Linked DNA regions of Sus scrofa: region 2 is linked to region 1. A link is a contact called in public HiChIP or PLAC-seq data. All regions are on one chromosome and are shown on one strand. The core of a region is the stretch at or near the end of the contact, and the rest is flanking DNA. Distances in the headings are between cores, read along the strand shown. Region 1 holds the start of C1H6orf183 (putative uncharacterized protein C6orf183 homolog). Region 2 holds the start of CD164 (sialomucin core protein 24).

Evidence for each region. HiChIP or PLAC-seq counts read pairs in DNA pulled down with a chosen protein or histone mark.
Region 2: a contact with region 1 is called in an H3K27ac HiChIP or PLAC-seq map of skeletal muscle. The contact joins the promoter of CD164 here to the promoter of C1H6orf183 in region 1. A contact is called at or near these places in 1 of 5 promoter capture datasets (liver) and 2 of 2 datasets of contacts at active chromatin or transcription factors (alveolar macrophages and skeletal muscle).

What each region holds. Positions count from the first base shown.
Region 1 is chr1:75,226,830-75,229,529 of Sscrofa11.1, reverse strand. C1H6orf183 (putative uncharacterized protein C6orf183 homolog) reads right to left here and starts at 1,395. Exons shown (of 48, transcript XM_021090835.1): 1 at 1,263-1,395. It overlaps CEP57L1 (centrosomal protein CEP57L1), which reads right to left. Exons shown (of 11, transcript XM_021090896.1): 11 at 1,320-1,453. The coding sequence ends at 1,424.
Region 2 is chr1:75,456,865-75,459,564 of Sscrofa11.1, reverse strand. CD164 (sialomucin core protein 24) reads left to right here and starts at 1,425. Exons shown (of 7, transcript XM_001924626.5): 1 at 1,425-1,480; 2 at 1,591-1,949. The coding sequence starts at 1,772. It overlaps LOC102164525 (a long non-coding RNA gene), which reads right to left and starts at 1,321. Exons shown (of 4, transcript XR_300811.3): 1 at 1,231-1,321.

The sequences.
Region 1 (2,700 bases), core at 146-2,645:
CTTTTATGAAGAGTAGCTTTTGGCTCTTGCCTTCAGGCTTTAACCCATACAAACTTAGGTTCTACTAAGTCTGCATGGGTACTCAGATTTAACATTTACTGAGTTTTTATTCTGTGCCAACACTTTTGCTGGGTGCTTTGACATTTAATCCTCACAATAAGCCTGGGAGGTAGGTAGTAATACAATCCTAGATTTATAAATGAGAAATGGAGGCCGAAAAAAGTTATTCAATTGCCTAAACTACTAACTGGAGGAATCACAAATATGAACCCCAAGTCTCCTAATTCTGAAATCTGTGTTTTTTCTACTATATGACACTAATTTTGCAAGAAAATTCTCAATTCTTAATTGAAATGTTCAAGTATTCCTTAATTGATTTTAATTTCTTCTGGTAATTTGTTTTAGTAATATATTTTTAGAAGTAATAATTTCACCACTGATAAACTAAATATATTGGGCCACTGTCCTAAGTGCATTAAAAACAAAGGCACAGAAAGACTGGGCTCATTATGGTCCTGGTGAGTTTTTTGCTAAGTATGAACTATAGCATTCATATTTTCAAGAAGAAAAATTAAAGTCACAAAAATGATAAGGTGACAAAACTGAACATCTCTGGGGCTGAAGAAGCTGTAAAGGGAGAGGGAGTAAAAGTGGGTGAAGGACATGTACTGTTTAAAACAGAGGGAAAGAAACTTTTATCTCTGCCATTAGTTACTTTCAAGGACAATTTGAAGTATAAATTATTTTCAGCCATCTCCCACTTCAGGTATGAAAGGTCTTCTGATATAGCACCTATTCTCTCAATGAGAATGTATCAGTTTTCTTCCTCCCCCACAGAGGGTCCACAATTATCCTCTTTCTCTTATACACACTTTCTGAGATTTCCTAGGAGGATATAAAGACTACCTTTAAAAAAATTTCTTTTCCTAGCTCCCCAAGATCTTTTTTTTTTTTTGCTTTTTAGGGCCACGCCAGTCGCATATGCAAGTTCCCAGGCCAGGGGTTGAATCGGAGCTACAGCTGCCAGCCTACACCACAGCCACAGTAATGCCAGATTCGAGCCACGTCTGCAACCTATACCACAGCCTGTGGACACACAGGATCCTTAACCCACTGAGTGGGGTCAAGGATTGAACCCGCATCACTCATGGATACTAGTCGGGTTCATTTCTGCTGAGCCACAATGGGAATTTCTCCCCAAGACCTTGATCTTTTAATTCTTTCATACTTTGAACATTCCCCACCTGTAGATAAAGATGTACCTCCAACTTTGTCCCTTTGGAATCACCATCTCTTAAACTGCCACCCTATCTTCTGAGCTCCTCTCTTCTATTATGCCTTTTCTGCCAGTCTTCTATTTCTACTTCAGTCGATGATGCCAATTCTCTAGTTGCCCTAAAGAATTTTCATGAGAAACCAAAGTTCAGAAGAGTCTACCAGTTTCTGCAGGCTTCTGGAAAGACAGGTCAACAAATGTAAATTTATTATAAAGCTATATGTTCAAAGAAATCTCTTATGATATTGCTAATCAAAATATCAAAAATATAGTTATAAAAGAGTAAGATAAAACAGATGATTTGTGTTAAAATAAATCAAAACTAGATTTATAAAAGAGAATGGGAAGAGCAAAGAAAGGTTTCCACAGTTAAGTTACTGTCAACTAAGATTAGCTTACTATTTCTTTTCTTTTTTTCTTGCTTTTTAGGACCACAAGTTCAGTATATGGAAGTTCCCAGGCTAAGGGTCAAACTGGAGCTGCAGCTGCTGGCCTACACCATGGCCACAGCAACGCAGGATCTGAGCCACGTCTATGACCTACACCACAGCTCATGGCAACACCAGATTCTTAACCCACTGAGCGAGGACAGGGATCCAACCCCCATTCTCATGGATACTCATCGGGTTCGTTACCACTGAGCCACGACAGGAACTCCTAGGTTACTATTTCTAATTGTCACATAAAGACTTGGGCTTAAGACCTCTTCACAAAGCTTTTCCCTTTCTAAAGAAGAAAAGTTTCCCAGCTCTAAAACAAGATAGGGAGGAAGCATCACAAAAGTTAAAAGACCTTTCCATACTCTTAATTTTATATTGGTTCTTAAGGTTATAAGCCTACTAAATGAAAAAATGGAATACCACTTGTGTCTCAAATTTAACTGAATTTTAAATATCATTTGTGTATAATTTCTTTTGTCTTTTCTGGGCCGCACCTGCGCATATGGAGGTTCCCAGGCTTGGGGTCTACGCCAGAGTCACAGCAACTCGGGATCCGAGCCACGTCTGCAACCTACACCACAGCTCATGGCAATGCCAGATCCTTAACCCGCTGAGCAAGGCCAGGGATCAAACCTGCAACCTTATGGTTCCTAGTCGGATTCGTTAACCACTGTACCACGACAGGAACTCCTTGTGTATAATTCCTTAAATTTAGCTTAAGGTATGTGCAAAGTGAACAATGTTTCTAAAATATGGCGAGATTAGGTACCTCAGTCAATAAGCAAAACAAAAAAAGCAATCATTTATTATTTGGGACTCTTCGGAGGTCATCAGGCATTAATTTAAAAAATACTACAATTTATAAAGGCTAGAAACATAATTCAAAATTTCATAAAGGTATATTGAATTAAAAGCACTTTAGACAGTTCAGGATCTCAATGACAGAGTTCATTTAAGGTGATAGTTTTGCTACTGTGTTACTGT
Region 2 (2,700 bases), core at 176-2,675, 230 kb before region 1:
TAAATAAGCTGATGCTTTTTTAGTCTTAAAAACAAGAGTGAAATGTCCCCTTACGAAGACCAACAAAAATTTGACAACTAGAGTTGAACACCCCGTGGCAAACTGTAAAACAGTGGCCTCCACAATAGCGTGTTTTCATCTTAGCATGGAGACAATCCATCCGGGTATGGGAAGAAAACAGAACTTCTATTACATTTTCAACATTAAAAAAAAAGTTGACTAGTGCCTTCATTTGGTCTGGTATCAGATGGTCATGTGCTAAATAAATACTGTGTGAGAGGAATCCTGACTGAAGAGATAGGTTTGAAGGCTGATGATGAGACCTCACTTACTTACTTGGTTGTACTCTCATGCTTTGGATGGCAAGTTGGACCAGTAAAAAAACGAGTTTCTGGCTTACATCCAAGCAATCTCTAACTAGCCTAGTTCATGGAACAAATGTTTATAGTCAGGAGGGTACACAAGCACCCCACTGATTTGATTGTAGGTTTAGGAAAGCCTTCAAGTTTAGGTAAACAAGGTAAATAGCTTACACAGTCATCTTTTGGGGGGGGGTGGATTCCATAGCGGGGTACATCTCACAAAAGCTACTGATGTTGCGTTACTTTTTCTTTTTAGGATAGGTGTGCGCAATTAAAATTAAATGATAAATACAAATAGCTGAAAACAGCTTTATAATCCAACTTTTACCATTTGATAGAAGCATGGCTGTACGCGTAAATATTTTTGTGAGACTGAGCATCAGATGGCGCTCATCCCTACTAAAAGCCTGAGCAGTGGCAGAATATTAACAGGCATTTCAAAATCCAGCCATGACGCCAAGCAATTGTGCCTTTCAGTCGAGTCACTTTTCTGAGTCTCGGTTTCTTCACCTGTAAAGTGGGGGTGGGAACAACCCAGATGGATTTCCAACTCTACCGTCTTTGATGCTTCCACTATAGCAGTGGCACGGACCGGCGGCTGCCACCGCTCACTGGCTGAAACCGCGAGAGACTCAGAAAACTCAAGGTGTGAAAGTGTGACAGAGGCAGATGGTGTGCGGCTCCGGCTGGAAAGCAGGAGAACGCTTTCAGTGTCTCAGCCGCTCACGTAGTGTGGGCGCCAGAGCAAAAACTGAACCGCGCGCGGTATCTCCATTTCCCTGGGATTTCCTAACACGAGGTCACTTACAACAAAACCCACTTTCAATGGGAAACGCGCGGGTCCTGAGAAGGATACTTATGCAAGCACCTTGGCAACGCGCGAGGGCAGTACAAACTTTATGCCTGCCCGGGTCCTGAGCGAAACGCCTGGAAACTACTTCCGCCTTGCGGTACTCGGGTCCTAGGGGCGCGGCTCCGGGGGTCACGTGGGGTATAGCCGATTCACCGCCACGACGCCGTGGCTACGTCATATAGCTTGTCCCATCCAAGACGGGGTGGGAGCCTTCTCTGTTGCCGGAACGAGAAAAGCCCAGCCGCATCCTTGTGACAGTCTCAGGGTAAAGAAAAGAATTTTATGTGTCTGTCCAGTTTCTTCGCTATATACAGTCGCTTGGAGGGACAGCTTCCTTCAGGTTTCCTCTCGATGTTCCTGTTCCCCCTCCCGTAGGATTCCAGTTGGTGTCGCCAGCGCCCCGCCTCCGCACGCCGCGGCCCTGGGGTAGCTCACGTGACCCCGGCACGCTCCCGCGGGGGGAGCGAAATCTCGAGGGCATCGCCGCAGGGGACAGAGGGACGCACGCTCCGTTGAGCACCTCATCTTTCGCTTGGACGCCAGCGCGAAGGACGCGATGTTGGGGCTCTCCCGCCAGCTTCTTTGGGCCGTCGGCTGCCTGGCCGCGCTCTGCGTGCTGACAGCGGCGAAGAACAGCACCATCCTGCCTCCGAGTACGACTACACCCTGGCTTTCACCGCCCACCACCCAGACAACCTCCGCGCCGCCGAAGACGCTCCCCACTCCAGCACCAGGTGGGCGCCGGTCCTACGGGCTTCCTACGCTCTTCTCCCGGGCGGAGCCGCCCGCGATGCCCGCGGAGCCGGGGCCCGGGCGGGCCGCGCTCAGGCAACATGGCGGCCCGTCCGAGTCCAGCCGGGACCAGGCCGAGGTGGCCGCGGTGGCCGAGGTGGGGAAGCGCCCTGGGGGGAAGGGGCGGCGGTTTCCGACCTCACAGTATCCCGCGCCGTGGTGCTGTTTAAAAGTGCCTCGTAATCCCCAGCCTGACTTCAGGCTCGGAAGAGGGGACGTGGCTTCCTTCCGCGGTGGCAGCGGTGAGGTTGATTATGGGGCGAGGCGGCCGCCTCCAAAGTTGGCGACGAGACCGAATTCCCTCTCGTTGGCGTTAGTCGTTTGTCCACCCAGGTTTTCTTTTCGAAGGCAGGCTTCTCCTGAGGTTGGCGAAAGAGGGAAAGAGACGCTGAAGACGTTAACGTTTTCTGGTGCCTCAGACCTGGGTGTGAAAAAATAAGTGGCTTGGGATTTAATTACATCGATTTTGCGGATAGGTATGGGATGTATTTGAGGTTGGAGCTTTTAATTAATTAAAGCTTAATACGCCCCATGCTATATGTGCAATGGAGGAAAAGTACCATACCCATTCGTATATCTGGTACTTCGCATATATCTCAAACTCAAAGATAGGTGGTGAAACTTAGGAGATGGAAGGAGATAAATTAACTGTGTCAAAACCCTATGTTTAGTAGTTTGAGAAGCTGAGATTCG